Linked DNA regions of Zea mays: region 2 is linked to region 1. A link is a contact called in public Hi-C data. All regions are on one chromosome and are shown on one strand. Each heading gives the region's core, a stretch centred on a gene start, on an enhancer-like site or on the middle of the called end of the contact. The rest is flanking DNA. Distances are from core to core; before and after follow the strand shown.

Region 1 (4,941 bases), core at 2,134-4,633:
TGATCCAAGACTCCCCCCATACATATATTCCGTGGTTCCTTACAAGCACAGCAGTTGCCTTTGGGTATGCTGCAATCTGATAAATAATTCTGTATCAAAGGCCTACATACATCTAAAATATTCATGGAAACTCTGTTATCAAGATTCAAGAATAGTATTGTAACTATAGATAAACCAAATAGTATTGTAAAAACAACCAATTGGGCTGATAAATTTATGATGACTAAACCACTACAGTAACTATAATCAGAGGCTCTGAACAACATCAATCAATATACCAGCTTCCCCATTTATCATCAAATAATTTAAAATTAATGTGCTAGAGACATGATAATCCTTGAATCAGCTTGTTATAACTTATAAGGCTATCCCTAGAGGCATGTTGTGCAGGGAATTTGTGTTCAAATCCTTATGCTCCTCAAACCATTGCTTTTTTGTACTGGTCTATTTTGGACCAAACTTCTTCTTAATTTAATGATGTGCATATCTCTTGCGCGTCCGAGAAGAAAAAAAGATGATTGAAAGATAGGAGTTTGATAGCATACCGCCTCACTTAGGGAGTCAGTGAGCTCATACTCATAAGGGGTATTCTCAATAATAGGAATGACCAATTCATCATGGTAGCCATGACCTTTGATTCCTTTGATCATTTCCATGTGGGTCACCTGCAATAAGATCAGCATCAGTATCTAGTCAAATAAGGATTTTCTTACCACAATTATTCTAGCATACAAATATACAATAGAATCCACTATGAATTTTAGGGGTAGTTTGGCACTCAGCCAAACAGAAAAACTGAGGACAAGAATCACTTCCATTTACACGGGGAGCTGGGAGCTAAAAACCTACTTGTTGGTGCTATTGCTTCCTATTCATTCCCACTAAAATCACTCTAGAATCAATTCTCGCCTGCTCCCCCACCGGAATCAACTAGAATTACTCCACCGAAGAATCAAGGAGCTAGAGCTAAGAACCACAAAGTGGAGCTCTACCAAAGATGGCCTTAGTTTCTAAATCCTGTCATAGTACATAATCAAAGTTCCAGCTAGGGTGTGATATTACCGATAAATAATTACATGTTAGTGTCTTCTCAGAAAATGTTACACTAAGCTCTATGGAGAATGCAGGGAATTTGTATGAAGCCACTGTCCAGAATCCAGATCTCACTGATCCAATCCAACTAGCTCATGCATGTATGCATGCAATCACTGTTGAACTTATTCTATGCACACACACAAAAAGTAGCATTATTCATTTTCATGTTACGACTTCATGCTGTCGTTGAAATAAATTGCATGAAACAAAAAACAAGTATGCTGTGAATATGATTTAAAAATCATTGGACTGTTCAATGCCACCTAAAAGATCAGCACATAAATGTTAATAACCCTATTTCACAAATTTAATCAGATTGAAGGCCAGGAATGACGTTGCCTCGAACAACAAACTGATGTCCTCCCCAACAACAATCATGCACAAGATGGTGATGATGTTGACGACCTAGCGTCCATTGCTCAAACCCAAGTCGATGGAAGTGGCCAATGAAATGTTAGACAAGATCAGTATCAGTTTAGTCTGAGTTAGCTGGTTTTGGCAAAACTTTTGGTAGTTGTGCGGAATTTTCTTTTGTGTTCAAGGTTGTAGTTGAGCGGTGCTGGTTGTTACTAGACCTGTAATCCTTGCTTCATGTAAGCTGGAATCCCCAGCGGTGGATCCTGGGCTTTCGTTAACCTTTCTAATAAAGGCGGGTGAATGTGTTTGATCTAAAAATCAGATCGAATACACTTGGAATGGGACTTACTCTGAACTCCTTTGCACCAGGGATGAGCATTGTTGCGATGCAAGTCTCTATTCCATGGCTGTGAATGACAGCCCCAGCTCCTCTCATCAGATACGCCTTCAAAACACCAAAGGAAACTAGAGTTTTCAGATCAAAACAAGCAGAAGCAACAGAAAAATTAAAAAGGAGGGAGCATTCACAAACCTTCATGAACAGAGGAGCACAGTCCGTGCACTTAGGAGGCTTGTTTGGCCATGGCTTTGCTACAGGCGCAGAAAGCACTTTCCCATCTGCAGCCATCACATACATGTCCTCTGCTACCATCCTCTCCTTCTGCACACCTGAAAGAGGTCAACACATTTATTGCCACTGGAATGAACTAGCTACTTATTCTGGCAGAATATTAGGTATAAAATTGGAATTCCTTTCAGACACCTGCATTTTGACCCACTAACTAGCAGTAAAGGTACTAGACAGCAATACCATACAAATAAGGATCCTGATTGATATCCTTGTGTATATTCCTTAAAGCCTGAACTGCTTAAGATATCCCAACACTGGACATCTAAAGAGATATTGTGTCAGTGGTACAAGTACAACCCAATGCAGAGCGCACAGTACACCATGAGCTCAACTTGGACTGCAGTGGGATATAAGCTAAACAATGGATACTTCAAAAACTCAAACTTCTGTGTGCTATAACTTGGTGAAACGGAATTTTAAGTTGGTCTCATGGCAACCCATCATCATTCTGGGCCTTTTCCAGCGAAAGAACCTCCATCAGTTGTTTCAAAAATTTTAACTTGAATTTAGTTAAAAGTCGCCTCCACTTGAGAACTACTTGGCCTGAAGCGTTAACCTTATATGGTAATGCCTCATAGCTAGTCCATTTCATAGCATTTCATCATTGTCAGAACATGAACATAATTCGGATCAATAAAAGTAGTCCGATCAGAGGGATTCCACGTGAAGCGTGGAGACATATGGCATGAGGCATAGCTTGGGCAACAGCAGCGACTGTTTCTTGGATAACAGCAGCGATTGTTTCTTGGGTAACAGCAGCGATCTTTTCTTTTTCCAGTAGCAAACAGCAGCGATTGTTTCTTGGGTAACAGCAGCGATCTTTTCTTTTTCCAGTAGCAAAAAGCAGCGGCATCTAACTCACTACGCGGCAATTCGTCGAACAGGTGACAAGCACTCCCAAGGCCACAAAAAGCAAGCAGGAAGAGGAATCCAAGGTGAATCGCTGGTTACCGGAGGGTGACATAACGATGAGGCGATCGGCGAGCGGCACGGTGGGGTCGTTGACCTTGACGGTGATGCTGCCGCCGGTGCCCGTGACCCATCCCTGCGCGTAGAAGTGCCGACAGAGCTCCGCCACCAGCTCCCGCGCCTCCCGCACCGGCGCCCCCTCCAGGTACGCCTCCGACGCCATCGCCCCCACCGCCGCCTCGCAGCTGCACCCACTGCATGCCATGGCCGTCCCTGCCTCCGCCGCTCACGTGCCGGGATTCGAGCTGCGTGTGGGGCTGTCTTTTATTCTCTTCAGATGCTGCCAGTGGCGGCTCGATTAGTGCTGGCGAGGTTCGCAGAGAGGGCCCACATGTCAGCGAGTCATCCACGGGGAATCTCGGGCGCGGGAAGATATATATAATAATGTAATCTCGGGAATAGTCGGCACCGCAGAGAGGCGGCTTTTACTTTTTGTTACTCGAGATCGCGGACCACCGGCTCTGCGGAGTGTGGGCAAGGGAAGGACTGGGTTGTAGGACCGGGTTGTAGGACCGGGTTGTCAACGAGAAAGTGTGGTGGAGGCTAGATCGTTTTGAGTAGCTGTAACTGGCACGGCCAAGGTCATTGTCACGGGGAGCATGCGTGAAATAGGCTGCCGGATAGGTGGGGTCCGGTCAAATAAGCCACAAGACGGCACAGTTCGTGATGACATCTCACCCGCTTACCGTCGGATACAAACCCTAAATATTCGATACGATGAGTTTGCACGTCGATGTTAGAGAGGATGGAATTGAATTCAGTTGAATACCAAATCATGCATGGTATTAAAATGAAATGCAATCCTAATTATATTGTTTAGATGTCACTGAATTTGAGTTTAAAATTATGTGGTCTAATTTCACGCAATATCTAGGAGTAAGACTTTGTATTGGAAAAAGGGTTTATAGTTATAGTCTAATTTAAAACGTTTATAGTTATAGTCTAATTTAAAACCTCTGATTTAAAATCTCATTCTATGTGCAACCAAACAAAAAAATTTGGGAAAGCTTATTCCAAATCCTAATTATGTGCTTCAATATCTACAGACCAAACGGGTGTAAAATAAAATATTAGTTCATAATAATTACATGGAAACAACCATAAACTCTTCATCGCAAAAGAATCTAAGCGAGGAGAGTAGAGATAGAAAAATAGATAAGAAGTTGGAGATTAATATAAACACTTGTGGTGGTTGCATCTTGTATGGTTGGCATATACAAGATACAGATAAGACTTACCTAGTTGTTAAGCGAGAGCGGGAGAAAAACGCATCTGTCGGCGTTTCGACCCGGAGGGTCCCTGGACCGACGAGTAAATTGTTGTTGCGTGTCCCAGCCCAGATGGGTCGGCGCGAGACGGAACACAAGGGGGAACAATAAAGGGAATCGCGGCTCGTGTTGTCCTGCGCCCAGGGCGGATGCGCTTGCAGTAGGGGGTTACAAGCGTTCACGAGAGAGAGAGCCTGTCCGTCAGCCCGTCCTCCCGCGCGGCCACCTCCTCGTACGAGGGCCCTGGACCTTCCTTTTATAGATGTAAGGAGAAGGCCCAGGTGTACAATGGAGGGTGTAGCAAAGTGCTAACGTGTCTAGCAGAGAGGAGCCAGAGCCCTATGTACATGCCGACGTGGCTGTCGGAGAGGTATTGGTGCCCTGTTCATGTGATGTCGTGGCCGTCGGAGGAGCGCTTAAACCCTGTAGAAGCACAGCTGTCGGGGCTGTCGGATCCTTGCTGACGTCTCCTTGCTTTCCGTAGGGGGCTGAGAACCGTCGTCGTCATGGAGCACGCGGGGTGCTATCATTACTTGTTTACCGGGGCGAGCCAGATGGGACGCAGGTCTTGTTCCCTGTAGCCTGAGCTAGCTAGGGGTAGGGTAATGATGTACCCCCCTG
Region 2 (5,022 bases), core at 1,246-3,745, 760 kb before region 1:
AATCCATTAGACATTTCATAAGAACATCACTAAGTGCTTCAGCAGTATGTGGAGATGGAACATAAATGAACCTACATATAAAAATACAGGCATACAACATGTATATCAATTAATAGCTAAAGGACAGCAGGATTCCTCTTTCGATAGATGCATGTCTCTAGACGGGCTTTCAAATCAGATGTACCATTCTTTGATACACCCGAAAGCTTCTTTGAACAATAATTACACTTTGCCTTCCAAACATCTCCAACCTTTACCCTCTTGAATTCACTCCACACTGCAGATTTCAATTTTCTTTTTCTCCCATTTTCTTCTACTTCTACTTCATCCTCATCCTCATCACCATCTTGTTCAACATTAATCACATTCTCCGGAAGCCCACTTCCACCCTCAACAGATGCTTGAGATGAGGGAGGTTGAAATTGAGTGTTGCTATTTTCGTTGGGAGTTGACATCACAATCTGTATAAACAGAGAAGGCCTAGTGTGGGCAGCAAACAAAAAAAAGCAACGCCTCTAGTGTGATGTGTCCTTGTGTGCAAGGGCAAACAAATGATGCAAGGGCAAAAGCACTAACCTGGACTGACCATAGAACTGTAGAAGTAGTGTGCTATCACTGTGTGCCTAGGCAGCCTGGCGGACGGCTGCAAGCCAGCAACTGCCTGCGCCCTGGGCGGACGGCCGGACGCGGACCGCGGAGGCGCGGAGGCGCGAACAACGCCCGAGGGAGAGGCGGGGGCTCGGGGCGGGGCGGGGCGGCGCGCTCAGATCGGTCCTGTCGCCTGTGTTTCCTCGCTGCTTCCGGGATCTGTTGGAGCGGTGGAGCACTGTAGCCTGGCGGCTAGGGTTAGGACTTGCTGCTCGCTGGATGCCGGATTGAAGAGGCTGGGAGCCTAGGACTGGGACGCTGGGTCAAGGACTCACGGCCCACGGGGCTGGCCGGCTGGCGCATGGGAGAATATGATCTGGGTCCACATGTCATATGCCCAACGGGTGACGGATATGGATAGCATATATCCATACCCGCGAAATTAATAACCGCGGATACTATATAATATCCATACCCGTACCCGCAGATACGAAAATCCACCATATCCGTACCCGACGGGTAAAACCCACTGCCATCCATAAGCACCACCGTTCGACGCGGAGCAGAGCGCGAGCCATGCAACAGAGCATGGTCATGGGGAGGCAGGCGCAGAGCACGCAACACACTACCGCACACTCCACCACCACCGCCGCTTCTCGATCTCTGTATGCACACATGATCTCAAGGAAGGGTGTTGGTTTGCCATTCAAACGAAACAATGGAGGAGACATGAATGAAGCGTTGCTGAGAAGGCAAAAGCGCACTGATGGTAGTCGATGTCCTCGGCGATGTGCTTAACCTGGACGGTGGGGACGTGGTCCATGAAGTTGTCGGTGGTGACGACAGCGAGCACGTCCTCGATGGTGAACTCAATGGACCTAGCAGGCGCGTTGAAGCAGAAGCTGAAGAGCTGCATCCCCGTGTTGACCTCCCACAACTTAGCAGTCTGATCGATCGATGGATCTAGTGAGCACGCAGCACGACATCACACACTCCGCCATCGTCGCGCCGCTCCCGGTGGCGTCCTGGGGGGGCACTGTCGAGGACACGCCGACCCCGCACAGGCCACCGCCGCGGCGCACTTCGCCACCACCGCACCGCTCCCGGTGGCGTCCTCGGGGGCGCTGCAGGGGACACGCCGGGCTCGCGTGGGTCGCCGTCTCCTCCCTGTGAAGGGGTTGCAGCACCGCCATGTGACGCGGAGCGGAGAGCACGCCATGCAACAGAGCATGGTCACGACAAGGTAGGCGCAGAGCACGCAACACACTGCCGCACACTCTGCCACCGCCGCGCCGCTCCCGATGGCGTCCTCGGGGGGCGCTGCCGAGGACACGCCGGGCCCGCGTTGGCCTCTTCTTCCTCCCCGCGAAGGGTTTGTGGAGAAGGCTCCACATGTGTTGAGAGGCACACCGCTCGAGAGGACGATGAGAAGGAGACTAATGTTTCACATGCGGTTGTGGGATTGAGAGGCGTGGTGACGCAGATTGATTAAGGGAAAATCGAGGTTTTTTAGTGACATAGCACAACCATCAAAATTGGTGATTTAATATAATAGAGATAGATACAGAGAAGAGATAAAGATAGAGATTTATTATTTAACCAATTGTAAAATATATATTATGTTTTTTTACTCTTAATATTATCAAAATAGTTTAAACCATAGTAGGAAGTTCCACGTCGGACGGTCGGGGCACCCATGGCCCTCCACGCAGTTTGTCCAATAAATTATCGCCACGTCACCAAGAGACCAGCGGGCAGCGGCTGCGGCTCTCACCGCAACGCGAGCCCAAAGATCCACGCAGAATGACATGTGGGCTTAATACAGCGTGCTGCCTTGGTAGGCCACCTACACGGCAGGCCAGACCCCACCGCGCACGAAACGATCCATGTTCTAACAGGAGGAGTGCACAAGAGGGGCCTCCGCCTCCCCTGCCCCCGCTTGCTATCGCGCGCCAGATCCCGATCTCGCCGCGATCCATGGCGTCGTCGCCGCAGCAGCCGCCGCCGTTCGCCACGCAAAACCCTACTGCGCAGGGTCCAGGCCAGGGGCCTCCAGTCTCGGGGACGGGGGCACTCCCCGGGGCGTTCTCCAATCTCCAGATCTCCCGCGGCGCGGCCCCGCCGCCCGGTGCCCCGCGGGGGCTCACGCCTCAGCAGGCACCGCCCGCCTTCGCCGCGCTTTCGGGTCCTCCACCGGCTGCAGCCCGGCCCTTCTTCCCTGGCAGCCCGCCCGCACCGCCGTTCGTGCGGGCGCCGACGGCGGCAGCTTCCGTCTCGCCGCCCTTCGGCGGACAACCGGGGGTAGTGTCCCAGCAGCCGCCACCGTTTGGGGGACCTCCAGGTGCGGCGTCTCAGCCGCCGCCGCCGTTCGGTGTTGCCCCCGGGGTGGTGTCCCAGGCGCCGCCTCCGTTCGGAGGCCCTCCTACTGCGGCGTCGCAGGCCCCTCCTCCGTTTGGAGGCCCTCCTGCCATGGCATCGCAGGTGCCTTCGCCCTTTGTTGGTCACTCTGTTGCTGCGTCTCAGGCAGCACCGTTCGGCGTCCCCCCTGTTGCGGGGTCACATCCTCCGCCGTTCGGTGGGCCTCCTGGAGCAGGGCCTCATCCAGCACCGCCACTACGGCAGACATTCCCTGGCCAGTCTGGGCCAATGGCATCCGCGGCAGCTTGGACGCAGCCAACACCACCTAGCTTTGGAGCCCCGCAACAATCTCCACCACCATTCAGTTCGCGGCCAGTTGGGCAGCCGCCCTTTGCTACGCAATCAGCGCCTGTGGCACAGCAGCTGCCCTTCATGGGGCCACCCAGGGCAAATGCCCCGGCGTTTGGGCCTCCATCCTGGCAAACTCAGGTGATCTTGCTAGTTCTATCGCAAAAGTTTAGTTTTTTCTCTTTTTGTGAGGGAGTGAGTGACACTGGGAAGTGGTGATGGTTTAGACTTTTTGTGGTGTTTCCAATCTCACATACCCAATGATTTTGTCTGAATGTTTATTTGCTAGATATTTTAATTGGGTTGTCTGATATGACATATGAGCCTTATGTTGATTGATTGAACCTGTAATCATGTGCCATAGATATTGGATTTTCTATTAAATCATATTCTGATGGCCCATAATTTGTTAAGGACTCCAAAGTTCTGTGTTGCTTATATTTCCATAATTATTTGTTTGGCCTAAATAGCATATATGTGGATTCTTGGCATACATGGTTGTTGTGATTACTAGCTTAGAAGTTAGAAGTAATACTCTTGTCAGTATGATGTGAAAAATTAGAAACTTAAATTATTGAAGTGCATGATTTCATAGTGTAAGCAGCGAATAACTGAATCTTGAACTCCTGTGATTCTAGGAACCATTGAAGTTTGACTTCTGAGTTCTGACATGCTGCATGAAATTATTTGTAGGGAGCTGGGTCTGGTGCAATGCAGCCACCTATGAGAATGCCAGGCATTCCTGGTAGCATGCAGCCAAACACACTAGGACCCCCTGGCACCCCGACTATGACTTATTCTCCACATGCTGGAACACAGGTATCAACCCCATCCAAAATTGATCCCAATCAAATTCCACGGCCTATGCCTGAATCATCAGTCATCATTTATGAGACCCGTCAAGGTGGCCAAGCAACCATCCCCCCGGTATGTCTTGAAGCTATAATTGTGTAAATGGTGTCCATTTTCATTCATATTTTGTTCCATCCCAAAACTGTTCTTGCTTCATAAAGAGTAACTTATTCATCACAGGCTGCATCTAGTGAATTTATTGTGAAGGACACTGGGAACTGTAGCCCCCGTTTAATGCGCTGCACTGTGAATCAAGTAACATTGTTTAATTGTTATTGCTTGTAATTCTCTGGCGTCTTTGTTTCTTTGTAATCTGCTGCTAATACATGTTCTACTTCTACCAGATACCTTGTACCGGTGATCTCTTGATGACTTCGGGTATGCCTTTAGCTCTGATGGTTCAACCTTTTTCTCTTCCTCACCCATCCGAGGAACCTATTCAGGTATTTTTTTGTCATTTCTTGTACCTAGGCAAATGCTGCACATGTTCAGGAAACTTTTCAGATCATTGACTGATTTTATTGGTAAATAAGTACAACTGTTGATTTCAGCAAACTTTTTAGATAAATGACTGAGTTGATAGGTATTATAATAAGTGCAACTGTTATTTTTTTCCTTTAAAGTGTTATCGAACCAATTAAATTTACAGAAATGCATTGGGATGATAATGCCACTAAAGGATGCAATACATGCATAATTGAATTAAATCTTCTAATCGAAATGAACAAATTTTATCTGAAAGGAACTTTTGTGGACTGTTGTTCTTATCTTGAAGAAGAGTAGTTTTGCTATGCCCTATGTGCTTCAACATAAAATGTTTTGCTATATATTGTTGTACATTACAATCATAAGCTATCTAACTTGCATACTTCACTT

Evidence for each region. A called contact is a pair of places that touch in the nucleus more often than the background predicts.
Region 2: a Hi-C map of endosperm shows a contact between it and region 1, with 2.0 times the contacts expected there. The contact joins the promoter of LOC100382471 here to the promoter of LOC100282341 in region 1. A contact is called at or near these places in 4 of 25 Hi-C or Micro-C datasets (bundle sheath, ear, endosperm and 1 more).

What each region holds. Positions count from the first base shown.
Region 1 is chr4:20,361,256-20,366,196 of Zm-B73-REFERENCE-NAM-5.0, reverse strand. It overlaps LOC100282341 (Probable bifunctional methylthioribulose-1-phosphate dehydratase/enolase-phosphatase E1), which reads right to left and starts at 3,383. Exons shown (of 12, transcript NM_001155253.2): 1 at 3,035-3,383; 2 at 1,985-2,121; 3 at 1,802-1,897; 4 at 546-665; 5 at 1-76. The coding sequence starts at 3,257.
Region 2 is chr4:21,120,636-21,125,657 of Zm-B73-REFERENCE-NAM-5.0, reverse strand. It overlaps LOC100382471 (Protein transport protein Sec24-like CEF), which reads left to right and starts at 2,495. Exons shown (of 23, transcript NM_001175211.1): 1 at 2,495-3,435; 2 at 3,988-4,221; 3 at 4,327-4,401; 4 at 4,491-4,589. The coding sequence starts at 2,566.